2 separate regions of the Mus musculus genome follow, and region 2 is linked to region 1. Evidence: chromatin contacts called from public ChIA-PET data. All regions are on one chromosome and are shown on one strand. The core of a region is the stretch at or near the end of the contact, and the rest is flanking DNA. Distances in the headings are between cores, read along the strand shown. Region 1 holds the start of Nudt3 (nudix (nucleotide diphosphate linked moiety X)-type motif 3). Region 2 overlaps Anks1 (ankyrin repeat and SAM domain containing 1).

What was found. ChIA-PET counts read pairs in DNA pulled down with a chosen protein or histone mark.
Region 2: an RNA polymerase II ChIA-PET map of memory CD8 T cells shows a contact between it and region 1, with 18 read pairs. The contact joins the enhancer-like site here to the promoter of Nudt3 in region 1. A contact is called at or near these places in 1 of 15 datasets of contacts at CTCF or cohesin (the NIH/3T3 cell line), 4 of 115 datasets of contacts at active chromatin or transcription factors (bone marrow-derived macrophages, effector CD8 T cells, memory CD8 T cells and 1 more) and 1 of 9 other capture datasets (liver).

The regions. Positions count from the first base shown.
Region 1 is chr17:27,621,440-27,625,817 of GRCm38.p6, reverse strand. Nudt3 (nudix (nucleotide diphosphate linked moiety X)-type motif 3) reads left to right here and starts at 2,366. Exons shown (of 5, transcript NM_019837.2): 1 at 2,366-2,731. The coding sequence starts at 2,633.
Region 2 is chr17:28,011,154-28,015,531 of GRCm38.p6, reverse strand. All of the region lies in intron 12 of Anks1 (ankyrin repeat and SAM domain containing 1), which reads right to left. Among named protein-coding and RNA genes, the nearest start is that of Gm35290, 6.1 kb to the right of the region's middle. Within about 2 kb of position 2,076, at least 181 of the 459 cell types and tissues checked have an H3K27ac peak or open chromatin away from gene starts, as enhancers often do. A contact at or near this core is called in bone marrow-derived macrophages, liver, memory CD8 T cells and 1 more, where this site is marked.

The sequences.
Region 1 (4,378 bases), core at 1,117-3,616:
CCCTAAATCTCTTTATCTCCTTCCTTAGTAATTTTTTTACCCAGTTGGCTTAGAGTGTAGCTGCTTTTGTTCCTTTAGATTCGTGAGGCTCCTCATGTAATTCCCTTTGCATAGTTGAGAAATTATATATTTTTAAGTCTTGTATTTAGAGCTCTTTCCCGTAGCCTTAAGGGCTGTCCTGAAGGCCCCACTGTTTACTATTTTGTTAAGACATAGCCACACCCTCAACTCCCGGGCTTGTGCTGTTTCTAATTATCATGGAGTCATTAACGTTAGCAGGGAGGACATCCCTTGGAAGGAAAGAGTCTTCCACTGCTAGTACTGGTTCCAGAAAATATGCATGTTATTACACAGATAAGCCTTAAGTCCACAGCAGTCATTGACATTCATGAAGGCTCACACCGGGGCCCTGTCCCAGGGGCAGGAACCCTGTCACTTTGTCCCCACCAAGGTTACACCAGGCTCAGCAAGGGACTAAGAAGGGTCCTGGGTAAAGCAACATTTATGGAAGCTATAAATCAAATGGGACTCTCAAATTCTGAAGAGTATCCACAAGAAGCATCAATAGGCATAATTCTAGTTTGTTATGTCTGTCTGTGTGCAGTGCCTACAGAATCCAGGTGTTGAGACTGGAGTTACAGGTGGTGGGGAGCCACCTCATATGGGTACTAAGGACCAGACTGGGATCTTCTTCAAGACTAGTAAGTGTTCTTAACTGCTGAGCCCCTTTGGGACGGGGTTTCATGTAGCCTAGGCTAACCTCAAACTTGCTGTGTAACCACAGATGGCCTTGAATTCTTGATTTTCCTGCCTCTGTCTCCACAGTGCTTGGATTACTGCCATTGCCTAGTTAATTTGGAATCTAGAGTTTCATACAAACTAGGCAAATTTCAGTTTTAAATTGTATTTAGCTATTACTGATAACGCCCAGTGCTTTCTGCTTCCTGGACACTTGGACATTTTCAGGCGCTCCTATCCCTGAGGCACCTTTTCAGCCAGACTTTTTACATTTTTACTTTATTGGTGTTTTGGCTGTATATATATCTGTGTGAAGGAGCCAACAGACAGTTGTGAGCTACTCTGTATGGTACCATGTGAACTACCATATACTGGGAATTGAATCAGGGTCCTCTGGAAGAACAGCCAGTGTTCTTAATCACTGAGCCATCCCTCCAGCCCCTTCATTTAGTTTTTAAAGAAGTTAGAATATGTGTGGACACATATGTCATAGAGCACATGTAGCGGTGAAGCTTGTGGGAGTTGGTTCTCTCCTTTCGCTATGTGTGCCAGGGATCTAGCTCAGGTGGTCAGGCTCCATGGCCAGTGCCCTTTTAAACTGACACATCTCTTGGGCCCCTCTAGATTATTAATGAAGTATACTACATACAAGATGATTAAAACAGGTAACGGGGACCCGTCAGATATCCCAGAAAGGTCATTTGCAGCCAGGCCTGACCACTTAAATTCAGTCTCCTGGTCCTCTGTGGTGGGAGAAAATGGATTCGTTTAAGTTGCCCTCTGACCTCACAGAAGCAATCATGGCGCACACACCTGTCCCCACAAACGTACGCTGTGCGCTTTGGGATTTATTTATAAATCTTGAATATCTTGACAGAATTTTCTAAACGTTTAGCACACGGTAATGGTGCCCGTTTTGTTGCAGGAACGCTGTAGCCCACTTTCACGTCCTCTAAGAGGGTCATCCCAGTGTTATAGTCACGGCCAGAAACCATATTTCATGATTTACGTACGTGTGCTGTGCACACTCTTACAGTCTCTCCCTTTCTGCTCCTGTTTAAGAGGATGGCGTTCTCTCTTTTCTTTCCTTCCTTTTTTATTTTCTTTTTTGCAGTGCTGAGGTTCGAACCCAGTCCCTCAAGCATGTCGCCAGGCAAGTGGCAGCTTTTGCCTTTTTTGCACAAATGGCTGCAGGACGCACATATGTCCAGACAGCTACCAACTGACCGCAAAGAGCAGCCCCGCCCCGCCCCACTCCTGATCCCCAGCAGCTAAGGTTGACAGTCTGCGGCGAGGGACAGCAGAGCGGCGCTGTCACTCTCCCTGTCATCTGAGCGGCGCGACCTTGGATCGGGCTGGGCCGCTCAGCCGGTGACCTTGGGCGGGCCCCTGCTCTCTGCCCAGCGGCGCCCGGGACCGTGGGGTCGCGGGTGGTGCCCACGCGCCGCGCCTCACCCGGCTTCCGCCATCCCCAGCCCTACGCTGTCTGCGTAGCAGCCGCGCCAGCTTCCGCGGCCTTCAGTGCAGACGCTCTCCCGCGCCGGGCGCGATTCCGGAACGCCGTCCGCGCTGCGCACGCGCGGCCGTCCGGCGAGCCCGCGTGCCTTACGCAGCTGACGCAGCGCGTCCAAAATGGCGGCGCGGTCGTCGTCGGGGGCGGCGGCGGTAGAGGGGGCGGTGGCGGTGGCGACGGCGGCCGTGACGGCGGCGCAGGGCCTGGGCCGGGGGCAATGAGGCTGTCCCGCCGCGGAGCCGTGTAGCGGACACACAGACCCTCCTCCCCGCCCTCTCGATCGAGCCTGGGGCGCGCGCGCGCGCGGCCGCCCGCCTGCAGCAGGCTCCCCTTCCCTGGACTCCGAGGCCCCGCACGGCACCCCCCACCCGGGCCCGGAGGATGATGAAGCTCAAGTCGAACCAGACCCGCACCTACGACGGCGACGGCTACAAGAAGCGGGCCGCGTGCCTGTGCTTCCGCAGCGAGAGCGAGGAGGAGGTGAGGCGCCCTGCCGGGGGTCGGCGGCGCCCGACGGGGTTTCCTGGGGAGAAGGGGGGGTGGGGAGCGGAGTGGAGAGGGCCCGGGGCAGCGGGATGCCATCCCGCGGCGGGCCGTCGGGGGTTGGCCGCCGTTCGCCCGGGGCAGTGGCTAGGCAGCTCGGCGCTCGGCACACGTGCATGGGGCGCAGGCCGGCCTTTGTGGCGGAGCGGAGGGCCGCTCCCTCCCTCCCTCCCTCCCCGCAGGGTTGCTGCTGGCCGAGGGGAGGTGGCTGCGGGCGAGCACTGGCAGCGACAAGCCGGGGCCAGCCGTTCGATTCTAACGTTGAGCTGCTGAGTCCGTATGGTTGGAGCCTGAAAAGAAAGGGCACTGGACACGGTTGTCGTCGAGGTTGTTATTCATATTGACCGGAACACTTCACGACCATCAAAAGCTGTATTTATGAAGATCTCTGTCCCGACGTTTCTCTGCTGTGCCCAATAGGATGAGTCGTAGGGTAAGCTAGGATAATAGAACGTTTTAGAGTCTTGTTCCTTTTTCCTTAAGGAACTTAAAAAAAAATTTTTTTTTCGGCTTCACAAAGCCGTTTCTGTGGTGATGAAGCGAGATTCATGAAAGGCGCGTGGTTTGTAAATCCACAAAGAATAGCTGCTTTGGAAATTCATAAAATGCCTGTGGGGACACATTGCTGTCGTGTGTGTGCATGGTGGTAAGATGGCAGTTCGCTTGAAAACAATGAAGGGCAGTGAAACTGAGTATGTTTTATCCCGGCCCTCGGCGGTGGGCTGGGGTGGCAAGCCTGCAGTACGGTGCATCGTGTTGAAATGGGCGACAGGAACTTGACCCGTTAGTTATGAAAGGCTCTGATGAAAGGGAGGATGGACTACCAGGAATCACTGTCCGGTAGATACTCAGGAGGAGGAAGAGGAGGAGGAGGAGGGGGAATTTAAATGAAATGACGGCCTGAAGAAAATCCGTGAAAGCATTCTTTGTGCTGTTGAGGGATTGCAAAACAGGAGTTTTGGAAATGTATACTTTGTTACTTTCCTTCATTACCAAAGGTCCCCGAAAGACGCGCTTTGTAAGTAAGCAAGGTCAAGTTTTAAATGATGCGCTGGCTTTGGAATACGTGAGGTAAAACTGTCTATGGTGAAGGCTGTTCTAGAAGCTTTGTTTTCTTCATTATCATATGGGAAGTCAGATGGGATCTGGGCTGTTAGCGGGAGGAAAAGGAATTAGCATAATGACATGCCTCACTGCAGTGCTGTGGTTAGGTCTGGCCAAGTTTAAAGTAGAAGGCTGTGTAATTTAGTCATGAACACTGCAAAACCCTTTGTTTTAAGAAGATCATCCTAGAGGTGAAAATGTGAATATTTTGGATAAATACTAGAAACTCAAGATCCTTAACAAAGGAACAACCGATTTTCTAATTTTGGTTAGAAGTTTTACAATGGACTGGCGGCAGTTTGGCCACCTATTGCCTTGTGTAGGTCAGACCAGGGGTAGGACTGACTTGTTTTGTTTTTTTAGGAGCTTAAGATTTTCAGCTGTTAGAAGGAGGATTAAAGCGTCTGCTCCGTGGTGGGGTTGCCTTTACTGAACTTCTCTTTGCATATTGGTTAATGAGCAGGACAGTTGTGCGACTCT
Region 2 (4,378 bases), core at 827-3,326, 390 kb before region 1:
TCTGAACCCCTTCTTTTGTCTTAGAATCCTGGTCATGTGATGAACTCATGGGAACTTCCTTCCTGAGATAAGGATGCCGCCATCTATGCCCCAAACAGAATTCACTCAGGGGTCCACCCAATGGAGAGGAAGCCTCAGGAAGTCAGATCTCATTACAGTCCCACAACTTAGAACCATGATGTGTGAGTGTTTAAAAGGCGCCAACATAAACTAATCCAACCAACGGGAAACAGACGAGGAATGAGAGGCAGCCACATTGCACAGAGAGAGGCAGGAAAGAAAGCACTGTCTCTGACGACACAGTGTAGGGTGGAACCTGAGATGGCTTTTACAGCACAGATGATCAGGAAGTGGCTTCCACCTCCAGCCACACCACAGGCCAGCCTTTCCCCATCCTCAAAAGCATCCTCCCTTGGCCTGCCCACTGTACTAGTCCTCGCCTGTGGCCTTCTCCCACCACCAAGCACACTGTCAAACCTGCTCATTCACCCTTTCCTTCTCTGCTTTCTGGAGTGCGCATGTCGTGAGCGAGAGACTTGGTCTTTCTGAACGATGCTATTTTCCCTACGGCACCTACAGCAGTGCCTGAGACACAGCAGGCACTCAACAAAGCAGCCTGATGAATAACTGCACAGAGAAAAAAAATAAACACACAGAAAAGAAGAGAGACTCCTACTGTGTCTCAGATACAAATGCTTAGAAGCATACAAACCCTTTTTGCCCACAGTCTGTCAGTGCCATGACTATGAAACTCGAGCCAGGCTGTGTAAGAATGTCCTAGAAAGCGAAAGCTGGCCGTGGTGGTGCACCCCTCTAACTCTGCTGCTGCATCTGAGGCCAGTCTGTGCTGCATAGGGAAACCTTCAGGTACCCCCTCCCCCAATTCAGAGAATATGTTTCCATGACTCTCAGCTCTGGGATAAAGAGCACATTTTTATCAGCTACACATTAACTTTCACTACCTGTCATGCATCACCAAAGCTTTTTTTTTTTTCTTTTTTTTTTAAATGTTGGGGAGCTGGAGCAATGGCTCAGAGGTCAAGAACACTGACTGCACTGCTCGTTCAGAAGACCAGGAGACCTGGGTTCAATCCCCAGTTCCTAAGTGTTGGTTGACAATCTGTAACTCTAATTCAGGGGATCTGATGACCTCTTTAGGACGCCATGGGCATGAGGCATGCATTCAGTACACACATACATGCAGAAAACATCCATACACATACATCTCAAAAACCAAAATAAACCAAAACATGGTGGTGCAGATCTTTAACCCCAGGATTTGGGAGGCAGGGCAGTGGATCTTGGTGAGTTTGATGCCACCTTGGTCTATGTGTTGATTTCTAGGACAACTACATAGTGAGGTGCATGCCTTAGTGCTCATGTTTGTTCATGTAGTAGTGTCATTCTCTCTCTCTCTCCCCCCTCTCTCTCCCTCCCTCCCTCCCTCCCTCCCTCTCTCTCTCATGCATACACACGCACACACACACAGCTGGCAAATACAGCACCACAGAATCTGCCCCGTTGTGTGTGCTGTACCCACTGGGCTCACTGGCCCCTTGCTTGCTGTGAGGACAGCAGGGAAGCCGGGCTGGGGGCAGGAGGAGACGCCTGCAGCTCAAGGAAGCCCAACGGTGCGGGGTCCAGCTCTCTGCTTCCCCGGCATGCTGCCATGATAGCCCAGGAAGGCAGCAGGAGGCTGACTGGTCTGACCACAGACTGAGGAGCCAGGACTTACAAGTTGCAGGTAAATGGCAGATACTGAGAGCCCCTGGATCTGACACAAAGCCCGGAAGGCAGAGCTGCCAGGACAATGCTTCAAACCTAAAACCAATGGAAACTCAGAGGGTAAGGCTTCTACTCCAGTGTGAGCCAGGAAGCAACTTAAATAGACATTCCAAGCTCCGAGCTGTCCCCAGAGGTGGGAGAGCCACATTCTTGTTTAGAGTGGGAGTGCCCAGGATCAAGCACGCCAGTGTACATACCAAGGGACAATGCACACTGCAGATCGTGGCAAGCTGAGGGTTCCGGGTAAAGGGCAGACCTCCTTGTCTGCACCCACCTCTAGGTGGCGAGGGAAGCCAATGCCTCTGTGGAGCTGCACCAATCACCTCTCTTCTTGATGACGTCATGCTGGCTCTAAGGAGCAGTGCGGGGAAGGGGAAGCTCAGGGCTTGGCCTGACAGGGTGCTCTGCCTGCCGCCTCTTCCCCTCTCAGGAAGGGGCTCAGCCGAGGGTCCCTCAGCCACCATTTGAGACTGAGAGCACGGCACTCTCCACGTGGACATTGCTGAGCAAGTGTGGAGCTGAGCACGCATACAGAGCACATCACTGCTTTCCACCATCTCCCACTTCTTTAATATTTATGAAAGCTGATTACAAAACACAAATTTATCACTTAAGCCTTCAGCCAAGTGTTTCCTGGCTTGCGTGTTTTTGCTAAGTAGACAGGCAGCCTTCTGTGGTTTTCTCTTCCATAATCTCCAATCCCATTCAAAAGTAGGCACGTGGGGGAACTAGCTGACCTCACAGACTTCTGTACCTCGAACCACAACCTGACCAGGCAGTTATTTTTGTTCTTACAGTCAGCCTCCACATCTGAGTTTCAAGCAATTGTGAAACACAGTGAAAAGTTAGGGAAAGCAAACACACCACCAAGCACCCGGGAAGCAAGCAGGCGGATCTGAGTTTGAGGCCAGCCTGGTCTACAGAGTCAATTCCAGGACAGCCAAGGCTACACAGTGAGAGCCTGTGTTGAAAAACAGGAAAATAAACTAACAAAACAGCTGACACCCATGGTCTACATGTACCGCCTGTTCTCACTGTCTACACCACAGAGTCAAATGGCTTCATTAGGCACCTAGTACTCCAGAGACACCGTGAAGCATGCAGGAGTGCCTGAAGAGGTTGTCAGCGGCTCCACCATCTTGTGCAAGAGGCTTTAGTATCCTTGGGTCTTGCTTGGCATGGGAGGCTTGGTTTACAGACACTGTGGTGTACAAAGCATTTAGTTCTGGCATCCATCGCTTTTGCTGCTGCATGCATGACTGTGTGCAGGAGACAGGCTGGGGGCTATCTAAGGAGACTGAGGTATGGAGCCCATCACTGAAACTGCTGCTTTGGCAGGACAGAGCCCTGGAGCCTTTCCTGTGGCTGGAGGTGGGAAAAGCTTTTCTGCTCCCCACCCCTACCCCAGCACACAGAACACCCAAGTATTGCCAGCAAAGGGGAGTTTGCTAGAACATCTTCTCTGCTCCAGCACAAAGCATCACATTTGCTTAGGGGTGACACAAATGAGGTCCCTGCTTGAGGAAGATCTCACACTTGACTGAAGAAGACTCGATAATGACACTAATCCTGGGTACAGTGGCGATGTCACAGCCTGGGGCAAGAGGACTATTATGAGTTCAAGGCCAGCATGGGCTACCAAATGACACACACAAAATGAGCCAGCATTTACTTATGCAAACAGTGAATTTTAGGCTTCTCAGTGGAAGGTAGGCTGCAGGGTCAACTCACAATTGGGAACCCATGCTGGAGGATAAATGAGGGCTGGAACCTGGGCAGGACTGCTGCTGGCAAAGGCCCTAGAGGAGTGGTGGCCTTTAACTGAGGGATGCAGAAAGCCCAGCTCTCCCTGGGACTGTCAATGCAGAGCATAGGACAGGTTAACAAAGGTTGAAGGAAGGGAACGGACTTGAAAAATAGGAGGAACATGGTTCCTTCAGTGTCTAGGAACTCCAGTGATGCCCAGGGAGCCACACAGCATAGCATGGAGCCTTCAGATCCAAGGGCACTGAGACCAGTCAGGGGTCCTGGGGTACATTGCCGGTGACATGCACACAAGGAAGAGCAAGGGTGATACAGAGTGCCAGCTCCAAAGCCCACCTGCCATAGAAAGCTATCGACAGTGTGCAGTTACTAGGTGAGAAAAGTTATAAATCAGTAAGCATACAACCCAACCCAGCCATGCAACAACTACCCACACAGGTTATCTGTGTGGGAGGCGCATGTGGCTTCCCGTCTTTGATACCTGGAGCTTCTCAGGGGTCAGGACAACATGCTCTGACCTCACTCAAGGACCCAGGAACCCTGAAGTCTGGTGTCAGAGCCCCCCTTGGGAAGCTGGTTAGGAAGTAAGCTCCATCACTCCTGGGTTAGCGAGACGCTCACGGAGCACGAGGAAAAGGCCGGTGTCGCTGATGGACACTCTTTTGGAGGTAGACCTTCATCACGCAGTGTGAGGAAGTCATCTTGCCCAGTGAAGTTCACCAAAGGCTGTTTCCCAGCAGTAAGCAGCGTAACCCCAAACCTATGAACTGAGCATGCTCCCTGACACCCTCTCAGCCACCAACCCCCCAGCCTTGCTGGCCACAGTTCC